Linked DNA regions of Gossypium hirsutum: all the other regions are linked to region 3. Evidence: chromatin contacts called from public Hi-C data. All regions are on one chromosome and are shown on one strand. The core of a region is the stretch at or near the end of the contact, and the rest is flanking DNA. Distances in the headings are between cores, read along the strand shown. Region 1 holds the start of LOC107887071. Region 2 holds the start of LOC107887075 (rhamnogalacturonan I rhamnosyltransferase 1). Region 3 holds the start of LOC107887072 (WD repeat and HMG-box DNA-binding protein 1).

Region 1 (3,709 bases), core at 233-2,732, 130 kb after region 3:
TATTTTATTTTCTTCATTTTTTTCTTTTGGCTTTATTATCATTATTATTTGTTTATTTATTACTTTTTTATACTTTCAAAAATTAGATTATTTACGTTTTTTTACTTGCACATTTATTGTTCATGTTATTGTTATTATTATTACTATTATTATTATTATTATCATTATACTTTTATATTTTATTATGCGTATGATTATCATGCCATTATTACTACAAATTGATGTTGCATTGTCATTTACTAGCACGACACTTTTATTTCAGTATACCATCATTTTATTTTTTTATACTTCCATTTAATTTTATTATGGCTACAATCATGTCACGAACCATGTTCAAATATATTTACCCATTTATATACTATGCCTGCATAAGCTAAATATACATTATTTTAAGTATTAAATTCGTCTTTGCACAAGGCACAAAAAAGAATTTTTAAAAATCGAGGTAATATTCATTATTTTGGAATTAGAAAAGTCGTGTTCTTAACTTACGGAATATGACTTCTTTCTAAAACCAAGATAGCCGAACATTTACTCTAAAATAAATAAAAATAAACAAGATTTAAGTGATGATCAAATGGCGTTCATTCTTATTCTCGAGGATCTAAGGCATTGTGTCCTAACTTACGGGACATGATCCTTTCTTCTCGATTAACTTGAAATAAGCCCCTTTTTGTAAAAATTAATTTAGTTAAGTAATGTATCAAAAAGGGATCGTGTTTTAAATTATTTTCAAAATTTCAATTCTCGACAATAAGAGATCAATTAGTCAACTAGGTACCAATTTTGGGTGTTACGAGGGTGTTAATTCTTCCTTATGCATAACTGACTCCTCCTGGATTTTGTAGACCAAAAATCATAGTTTTAGTAAATCTAAACTTTTATTAAAATAATCATATTTCTAGGTGACCTGATCACATCTTATAAAAAAGATTGATGGCGACTCCATTTTCGTTTTCTTCAAATAAAAGACAATTTCAAAAACAAAAGGTCTCGACAGTACAAAAAGGGTTGGGAGGAAATAAAATTAAATGAAAGGGTTTAAATTAAGGGAAAAAGAGATGAAGTTAGAAATTTATTGATAATTACCGTGGAGGAGGGAAGAAGCATGGGAAAAAAAGAAAAGAAAAGAAATTCAAAGGTGGGAAAGAAGAGAGGATGGTGAGGGTAAAATTAAAATGTTGGTTAATTTGTTACTTCAACCGTTCCCTGAATCACCATTCGATGGGAAGAGTATCGAATGGTATTCTAGATTTTCACATTGAATAAAGTCATATGGAATAGAATTATAATAATTTATTACAACCAACCAAATAATAATTTGAGATAGACCCCCTGAATTAGGCTGTAATACATTGCTATTCCTTCCAACCAAACATAGTGTTGTAGTCTTCTTCATTTCCTTTCCCATAATCTTTTTTAAAAAAAAAGGGAAAACTATTTAAAGCCGTGTTTTAGAAATAAATTCGTGGCATTTGATCCGTAACAGCGGACTTAATGAAAAGTTTGTGTAAAAAGCATAGATTATAGGACAATAATGTAATTTCCTTACCTAGAACAATTCCCGTTTAGCGTTACCTCTCTCGCCATTAGAATGATGCCGAAAACGTAAGATATTAAGTTCAATCCTTTTGTTTAATTTTATTTTTCTGGTTCTCTTCACTTACAAAATAAAAAATAAAAAAAATCATGGCGTCGGTGACTTTCCTTCACCTTCACGACCCAGAAGACGAACTCGTTCGGGACAACCATCATCACCACCAGCACGAACAAACCCTCACCCTCGATTCCCTCCCTTATTGGTCTCGTGATTTCCACTTCTTCTCTTCCCCCGACGCCGATCTCCCTCGCCCAGACGACGACGTTTCGCTCCCCGATTCCCTCATTGTCAACGGCCCCGATCTCTTCGACCGCCGCGAGAACCAAGTCAACTTCGTCATCGATCTCTTCCACCAACGCGTCGAACAATCTCAGGTTAGTTCCGGTACTACCCCCAATAACAATTCCAATTCTGGTAACGGAAATGGTAATAATACTAGCAATAATGATGCGGCTGATTTGGTTTCCGATGCTTTGAGCGAATCCGGTTTCGGTGTTATTGAGGGAAATCATGAGCTGGATTTAGGGTTGGCGTTAGGGTTTGATTCCATGGATACTCATTCGAGTGATGTTGAGATTGATATTGGTGGCGGTGAATATGAGGACGACCATTTCTTTGTGGAAAGGAGGGTTTCAGGGTTGAGTGCTAGTGAGGCCGCTTCTAATTTTAGTGGCGTTGAGAGGTTTGGGGATAGCATGCGGATTGTTGGGTTTAGATCAGATTCGGAGGATGATGATGAGAATGAGAATGATAACCGGACGCTCGCAATTGATTTGAATTCTGGGGATGATTATGGTATTGATGATCATGTTAACGATTGTTATGATGTTGGTGCTGATGATGATGTGAGTGTTAGTATTCCACTTTTCTGGGATTCGCTTCAGTTGGAGGATCGTCGGGAGACCATTGAAGATTTTGAGTGGGAGGAAGTGGATGGTAGGGTTGATGAGAGGGATGTTTTAAGCGTGTTTGTTGATGGTGATGATGATGTGAATTCGGTTTCACTTTCCATTTCCCCTATGATAGCACCTGAAGATGCGGTTAGTTTCGAGAGGGCAGCTGGGTTGGAGACTTTGGAGTGGGAGGTTCTGTTGAATGCTAATAATTTGGAAACAACCCCCGAAATGGGTGAGAACACTGACCCATTTTTTGCTGATCGTGATGACTATATTGATACTGCTGAATATGAGATGCTTTTCGGACAGTTTGCTGAGAATGAGAATGCATTTATCGGGAAGCCTCCAGCTTCAAAATCTGTAGTTGAGAATCTTCCTTGTGTGGTCGTAACTCAGGAGGATGTTGTGAATAACAATGCGCTTTGTGCGGTTTGTAAGGATGAGGTTAACCTTGGTGAAAAGATGAAGCAGCTGCCATGTGCTCATCGCTATCATGGAGATTGTATTATACCTTGGCTGGGAATAAGGAATACCTGTCCTGTTTGTCGTCATGAGTTGCCAACAGATGATGCTGACTATGAAAGGAGAAGGTCCACAAGAGCTGGACGTGCACTTTAAGGGTAATGTATGGTCTGGTGTGATTTTGAAGCTTTGTTTAGCATTAGGTTGTTAAGAATGTAGATATTGTTTTTGGGAAGTGTCAATATGGATTTTTAGGATCTTGTCATTCTTCACAAGCCTCATAAGTATTCTATATGTTCTTTTAATCCTTTTTGTGGTATAAGAATGTTCAATGACTTGATTATACCTTCAGGGTTCTTTTGGTTGGAATAATTATCTATTATCATTTTGCTTCAATCCTGTTTTATTCGACCCTAACTACCTCAGATACATGATTGTTTAGGAATTCGGGATTTTGTGTTATTTCTTATTATTGTAGCCATTACCATAGTTTACATGATTGTTCATGAACCAAGTTTGCTGGAGTATATCGGATGATTTTTGTAGGTGATCAGCTGAAGAATTGCATGGCTTGTTCTTAGTTAGTCTGTCATACATGATCAAAATGGGTTTTTTATAACTCAATGAGAGAAAACAAAATATGTCGGTGGTGTGGTATCAAGAAGTCGCAAAAGACAATACGGGTTGGGATTATAGAACTCGTTATAATGCTTGAACATCATTGTTTTTATTGGTTGTAGTAACTCTTCGG
Region 2 (3,460 bases), core at 417-2,916, 240 kb before region 3:
AATGAATTACCAATCCATTTGTTGTACAAAACAATTTTATATAAGGCTTAAATAAAATTAACACAAACAAATATGCCAACACAAAATCTTTACCTGCTATAAACTAGTTTGTTCTAATTGTTGTTAGAACATAAAATGAGATAGGGCAAGTCAAAGTTTCCAACACCACTTAGGGCTAGTTTAGTAATTCTTGTGAAAAGTACAATAGAAAAGTGCTTTTGAGAAGTATTTTTGAAAAGTTTGGTTTAAGATTTGAGTATTCAGCATTGCTGTCAAAAAATAATTTTGAGAAATAAAATGTTCATTTTAGACATGTTGTTATCAATAAACAAATATGCATTTAAATAATATTTAAATTAGTTAATATTATTATATTTAGTAAGAATATAAAAAAAAGTTATTATAACTTGTTGTTAATATTTTAATATATGAAATATAAATTTTAAATATTTTTAAGCAATAAATTTAATTATTTATAAAATTTAATTAGAATATATAAACTATATTTTAAATATTTAAATATAACCATTAAATATTTGTAATTAGATATTAACACATTTGTATTATTTTAGATTTGTTATATTTAATTAATGATTTTAACACATTTGTAATTAAGTATCAAAGAAAAAAAGAAGAAAGGAAAGTACTATGTTATTGGAGGGGTGAAAAAGTAATTAAGTTCCAAAAATACTTTTGGGAGTGCTTTTCAAAAGTATTTTTGAAAAGTAAAAAATTTCAGTCAAAAGCAGTTTGTTTAGCATAATTTTTCTTCTAAAAGTATTTTTGGAGTCAAAAATATTTTTTGAAGCACTACTAAACAAGCTTTTAATATTGATCTTGATGATTTAAAAATAAAATCTAATAAAAAATATTATTTCAAATATTTTATTTTAATAATTAACAAATAAAATATTAAAAAAATAACATAAACTTTTAATTAATGAAATAAAGAATTAAAAAATATAAAAATATACCCAAAAAAAACTTTTACAAATACCTATTTTTATTAATAGATAATAGTATCATTGATGAGAGTTTAAAATTATGTGTGGATGTATCTAAATAAAAATAAAATGTAAGAAAAGACAGTCATATGTTTTATACATGATTACACTCTCATTGGTAATATTATCTTTACTAAATAAATAATAGTTGGTGTTTGATTATTTTGAAAAGGATAATTCGAGTTTTTATTAATTGAAATATTAATACATAGCGTCAAAATAATTACTTTTCTTTTCTGTTAATTACAAACAAAATTTCTTATTATTTTGTTTCATGGAAAAAGAATTAAATGCTGAAAATATTAATTAAATGAATTACTTTTTTTAAAGAAATCTTTGAACAAATTAAGGATAATTGTCGCGGTATATTCGCACCTACAGAAATTCTCGCGATATATTGTCGGCGTATCGGCAGCTGAATTAATGCCCATTACAAATCTAACGGCGACGGATGAACTCCCATTCCTGGGACGTGGACACCTGTAGTTTTATAAAACCCAGTTGAAAGCAGCCACGTAGGGTAAATGTTGGGCCCATTCAGACATAAACTGAGGTGGCAGGTATTTATTGGTAAAAAAGGAGTTAACCATGGACTGTGGTCGACAGCTAACACTAGTCAACAAATCCTTTTAGATTCAAGAAAACTATGGTTAAAAAAGTGTACCCAAGCCCAACGGTGTACGGCTCACATCCCGTTTTTTCTCTCTCTCGATCGCATTGTAGTCTGCAGTATATTCTCATTTCTAATTTTTTTCTTCCTTCTCTATTCAGATTTCTCTATATTTTCTCGATTCGCTTATACTTGAAGACAGGCAGGAGTTTCAACGGCCATTCCACGACAATTTTCGACGGAAAAGTGATTAGATCGCCGAGGAAGAGAAGGATTTTTTTGTTTTTTGTTTCGGGAAAATACTGTTTAATATTCGATTGGAATTGGTTGAGTTGTTAAGAGTTTCATTTGGCAAGAGGAGGAAAAAAATTGGATCTCTTTGATTGATTTTGAATTATTTTGTTGTTGTTGATGTTGTTTTGGAAGTTAACGGATCTCGAAATTTGTCGGAAAATAGAAAGAAAAGAAAGGAAAAGGTTTTTGTTAAATTAGATGCAGATTTTCTGAAAATCGACCTACATTGATTGAATTTGACAGGAAGAAGACGGTGGCGTATCGGGGGGGAGATGAGGAGGGTGGAAATCGGGGTTATTGCTGGAAATGTGCAGTATTGAAGGGAAGGGGAAAGGGAAAATGAGAGGGATAAGAATGGGGGCAACGAAAGGGGGAGGAGGCGGCGGAGGGGAGAGAGTTGAGAAGTTGAAGAGCTCGAGAACGAAGCTGTGGATGATACGCGCCACCACATCGGTGATGCTTTGGACTTGCATCGTACAATTAACGGCCTTGGGGGATACTTGGGGTCCGCATCTCCTTAAAGGTTGGCCTTCCTGTTTTTCTCACCAGGATTCTTCCGTTTCCGTTGTTGAAGATAAGGTTCCCTCCGTTCCTGCCCGTGTTCTTCCTCCCAAAAGTAAGATTTTCCACCTTTTTTTTACTCAAATTTCTGCTGATTTTGATGTAGTTATTCTTTATTAGGCCTTTTTTGGGGTTAAATCGGAGAAAAATTTTGAGCTTGTCTTTAATGGAAAAGAAGGAATGGGTTTATCCTTTTTATCCTTATCTGCATTCCTATTTGAGGAGAAGAAAATCAATGTACACAATGATAGATTTCTTGGAGATTTCTATGCGCTTTCATTGAAGCTTTCCTTTTATATAGTCATACGGATTGAACTTGTATCAATTTACTGGTTCCAATGTTCGTATCTTATGTCTTCGTTTTGTGGAATTCTATCCTTTTCTTGTTGTGGCATATGTTTGTTTGAAATTTGAGATCGTTTATCTCTTGAAAATTTCAAATTTGTACTTTTATTTTAATATATTGTTACTTTTGCTTCCATTTTTTTTCCATTTCAGTTTTAGGGATCGGTGGCGACTTGCTTTATGTGTTCTGGTTAGGAATTTTGAACTCTAAATTGATATATGATGTTTTGTTGTTACTTTAGGGGTATATAAGAACAATGGTTACTTGATGGTTTCTTGCAATGGAGGTCTCAATCAAATGCGAGCAGCAGTGAGTGCTTTAGCAAAGAACTCTAAACGCATTTCTTGTTCCATTCCTTTTCTTTCTTTTTTCTTTCTTTTCAACATTTTTCTAGATTGTGTATGCTCATGGGTTGTTTTTACTTCAAATCTATATGGAAACTGATGCTGTATTCTTTTCTTTTCTTTCTTTTTTTTTTGGGGGGGGGTGGGGGTGTTGCTTAACAGATTTGTGACATGGTTACCATTGCAAGATATTTGAATGTCACACTTATAGTCCCGGAGCTGGATAAAACATCTTTCTGGTCAGATCCCAGGTGTGTTAAATAAGCTTTGCTCATATGATTGAAGCCATTAGATATTGTGC
Region 3 (3,367 bases), core at 165-2,664:
GTTTAACTATGAATGCTATGAAACATGATTGAATGAAATGTTTACATATTATCTTTAAATTTTAAGCGTATGAATGTTATATGTTCTATTAGTTGTTGTGGCATCCTGTAGCTCAGGTTCAACAATCGAACCGAGTTAGGAGTGTTACATATTATATGTCATGTCAATAAATAATTTAAAAATTATACAATAATTCAAAATAAAAATAAATTCAAAATATAAAAATATAAAAAAGCATGAAGTACGCACATGGGTTGATATGCAGGCTGTCAGGTTTAAAATTTTAATGGTTTAGTCACTATTGTCATTAAACAACAACAATTTGACTCTTTTTAAGAAGTTGATGGTCAAATTGAACTCTTTGTAAAAAGTGGAGTGCTATATTTAACTTTAAGAAAAGGGGGTAACTTGACAAAAATTGTAAACTTCAAGAATTAGATTTATCATTATGCCTCTAAAAATTAGTTTACATTTTGGTAGCATCGTTTAATGCCCGAACCTAATCTATTCTCTAATGTGATATTACATTCCTTTTATTTGTATTTATATATATTACATAAAGATTAAATTTATTATGTTAATGTAAATATTAAAAAGTATGTTAAATTAATTATTTTTAAAATTTTAATAAAATAGAAAATATGTAAATTCATGAAAGGTTAAAAAATAAAAAAAGCATAATTCTTAATTTTTAGAGAAAAAGATAACATAAATTATTCTAAGCAAGTTTGAGTTACTCGTTAACAAATACTTTTGAATCAAATTAAACTTAATTCTCTTTATGTAAATATAAATTTGATTCGATTCGAAAAGGACACAAGTTAAGGATAAAGAGGGTGTTTGGTAAATAGAGTTTTGGACATTTTTTAGTTGATTTAGGCATAAATGAAGGATTAAGTAGTTAAACCCTTTAATTGTAGTGTTTGGTAAATAGATGATTATAAGAGCTTGTTGAGACTGATTGGGTATGCAATATGTAAAATGACATATCTAATTATGCTTGCTCAAAAATTACTCAATTTGCCACATGCTATCAAATCTAATAGGGGTGTCAAAATATTAGTAGTATTCATTCTCTCATTTTCACTTTCACCTCTAAAGTCTGAACTAAATGTAAAAAATATTCACAAATTAATTTTCATAATAGATATTTTAATTCCTTAATAATAATATCTTATTTTAATAATTTCACTTAAAAATACTAAAATATTATAAACAAATAAATATTTAATAATAAAATGTTACATGCTCTTATTTATAATTTTACACATCAATTTTCAATTATTAATTAAGTTTTATGAAATTCTTTTAAATAAACTATTAATAGAATTAAATAATCAAATCAACCACAACAACTAACAAACAGTCAATTGCCAACGGGATGAAAGATTCCGTGTTGGGACAAGGGTGTCATATTTGCTAGAATCCAATGCAAAGTGAGGTCGATGAGCCATGGAACCATACGACAGTCTGGCAGGCCGATGCCTGAACGGAAAGCAAATCGTTTCCTTTTAATTGAATTATTTCCCTCCAAGTTTCCTTTCCTACCCGCGAAACCCAAAATTCATGGCCTCATTTCCCGCCAAAAACCATACCCACTTGAGTTCACCGTAAACTAAAGCACCCACCTAAAGCAAGGCAAAAGACTTAAAACACACACCAAATATCTCTCCATTTCCAGCGCCGCCCCAAAGCCTACGCCATGAAAATCAAATCAGTGAAGCTAAGGGAAGCCCATGAGGTAAGTTCCAATGCTTCTTTCTGCTCCATCTTGTGGGATCTCCAAGCCCACCACTTGGTCACTGCGTCATCATCGCAACCCTCTATCTCTATTCACGATCCTCTTCTTCATTCGAGTCCGCCTCGGGTTCTTCGCCACCACCGAGATGGGGTCACTGCCTTGGCAGTTAGTCCCAATTCTACTTGTCTTGCTTCCGGATCTATTGATCATTCTGTTAAGCTCTATAAATTCCCAGGTAGTCTTTTTTTTTTTGTTTAATTTTGTGACGTTCAGCATTTTTTTGGTTCTCTCTCTCTCTCTCTCTCTCTCTTATCTGGGTATTTGTTAGAATTACGAAATATTCGATTTGATCTGTAAATTTTCGTTGATAACATGTGAGAAACTTGAAATACTGCAATTTAATGTAACGCTCTTTATTCTTTCCCGTTTCTACTTCTCTTGCTGCAGTTTAATGAAAACATGAAGAGCAAGGTCTAATGGTTCTTTTTTTTAGGTGGGGAATTTGAGACTAATATTACCAGGTTCACGCTGCCTATTCGTGCACTTTCTTTTAATAAGTCAGGGAGTATGCTGGCAGCTGCTGGTGATGATGAGGGCATTAAACTTATTAATACAATTGATGGCTCAATTGCTAGGGTTCTTAAAGGGCATAGAGGGCCTGTCACAGGTTTAGCTTTCGATCCTAATGGTGAATACTTGGCATCAATTGATTCAATTGGGACTGTCATATATTGGGAACTTCAATCCGGAAGAACATTATATACCCTCAATGGTGTAGCTCCTGATACTGGCTCGGATACTTCGGTTTTAAATGTACTTAGCTGGAGTCCTGATGGGGAGACTTTAGCAGTCCCGGGTATGAAAAATGACATAGTGATGTATGATAGAGATACGGCTGAAAAGTTGTTTACTTTGAGAGGCGATCACATGCAGCCAATATGTTTCATGTCGTGGTCACCTAATGGGAGATACATGGCCACTTCTAGCTTGGATAAGCAAGTTTTGATCTGGGATGTCAAGAGGAAGCAGGATATTGATAGGCAGAATTTTGATGAGAGAATATGTTGTATGGCATGGAAGCCAATTGGAAATGCTCTGGCTGTCATTGATGTCATGGGAAAGTATGGAGTGTGGGAATCAGTTGTTCCGTCCTCAATGAAGTCTCCTACTGAAGACATTCCGAATTCTCAGACACGGAACAGTAATGGCCTCCTGTTTTTCGATGAGGAGGATCAGGACCTCAGCATGTCAGGTAGTTTAAGTGATCTTGGTGAGGATAGCCATGGTGAGTCTGAGCCTCCTAGCAGAAAAAGATTGCGGAAGCAGTCTGTAATTGATGATGATCAGCATGAAGATGTTTATGATGAGTTAAACTTGGTTCGGAAAACTGAACCTCAGAGAAAAGTGCCTCGTGTTAACAAGGAAAATTCAGATAAAGACAAAGATGCGTTAAAAGCCATGATGGCTTTTAGACCAAAAATGCAGGAGGCTTTTCAGCCTGGTTCAACACCACCGCATCCTGGAAAAAGGCATTTCTTGTGCTACAATATGCTTGGAAGTATAACTACAATCAAACATGATGAATATTCCCATATAGAGGTACTAATGTTGTATGTTTCGTTCAAT

What was found. A called contact is a pair of places that touch in the nucleus more often than the background predicts.
Region 1: a Hi-C map of hypocotyl shows a contact between it and region 3, with 2.2 times the contacts expected there. The contact joins the promoter of LOC107887071 here to the promoter of LOC107887072 in region 3. A contact is called at or near these places in 4 of 34 Hi-C or Micro-C datasets (anther, hypocotyl, leaf and 1 more).
Region 2: a Hi-C map of leaf shows a contact between it and region 3, with 1.7 times the contacts expected there. The contact joins the promoter of LOC107887075 here to the promoter of LOC107887072 in region 3. A contact is called at or near these places in 6 of 34 Hi-C or Micro-C datasets (anther, hypocotyl, leaf and 1 more).

Annotation. Positions count from the first base shown.
Region 1 is chrA03:20,737,428-20,741,136 of Gossypium_hirsutum_v2.1, forward strand. LOC107887071 reads left to right here and starts at 1,483. Exons shown (of 1, transcript XM_016811200.2): 1 at 1,483-3,354. The coding sequence starts at 1,690. The coding sequence ends at 3,114.
Region 2 is chrA03:20,368,854-20,372,313 of Gossypium_hirsutum_v2.1, forward strand. It overlaps LOC107887075 (rhamnogalacturonan I rhamnosyltransferase 1), which reads left to right and starts at 1,667. Exons shown (of 8, transcript XM_016811205.2): 1 at 1,667-2,524; 2 at 3,057-3,124; 3 at 3,322-3,410. The coding sequence starts at 2,215.
Region 3 is chrA03:20,609,050-20,612,416 of Gossypium_hirsutum_v2.1, forward strand. It overlaps LOC107887072 (WD repeat and HMG-box DNA-binding protein 1), which reads left to right and starts at 1,415. Exons shown (of 12, transcript XM_016811201.2): 1 at 1,415-1,976; 2 at 2,235-3,340. The coding sequence starts at 1,703.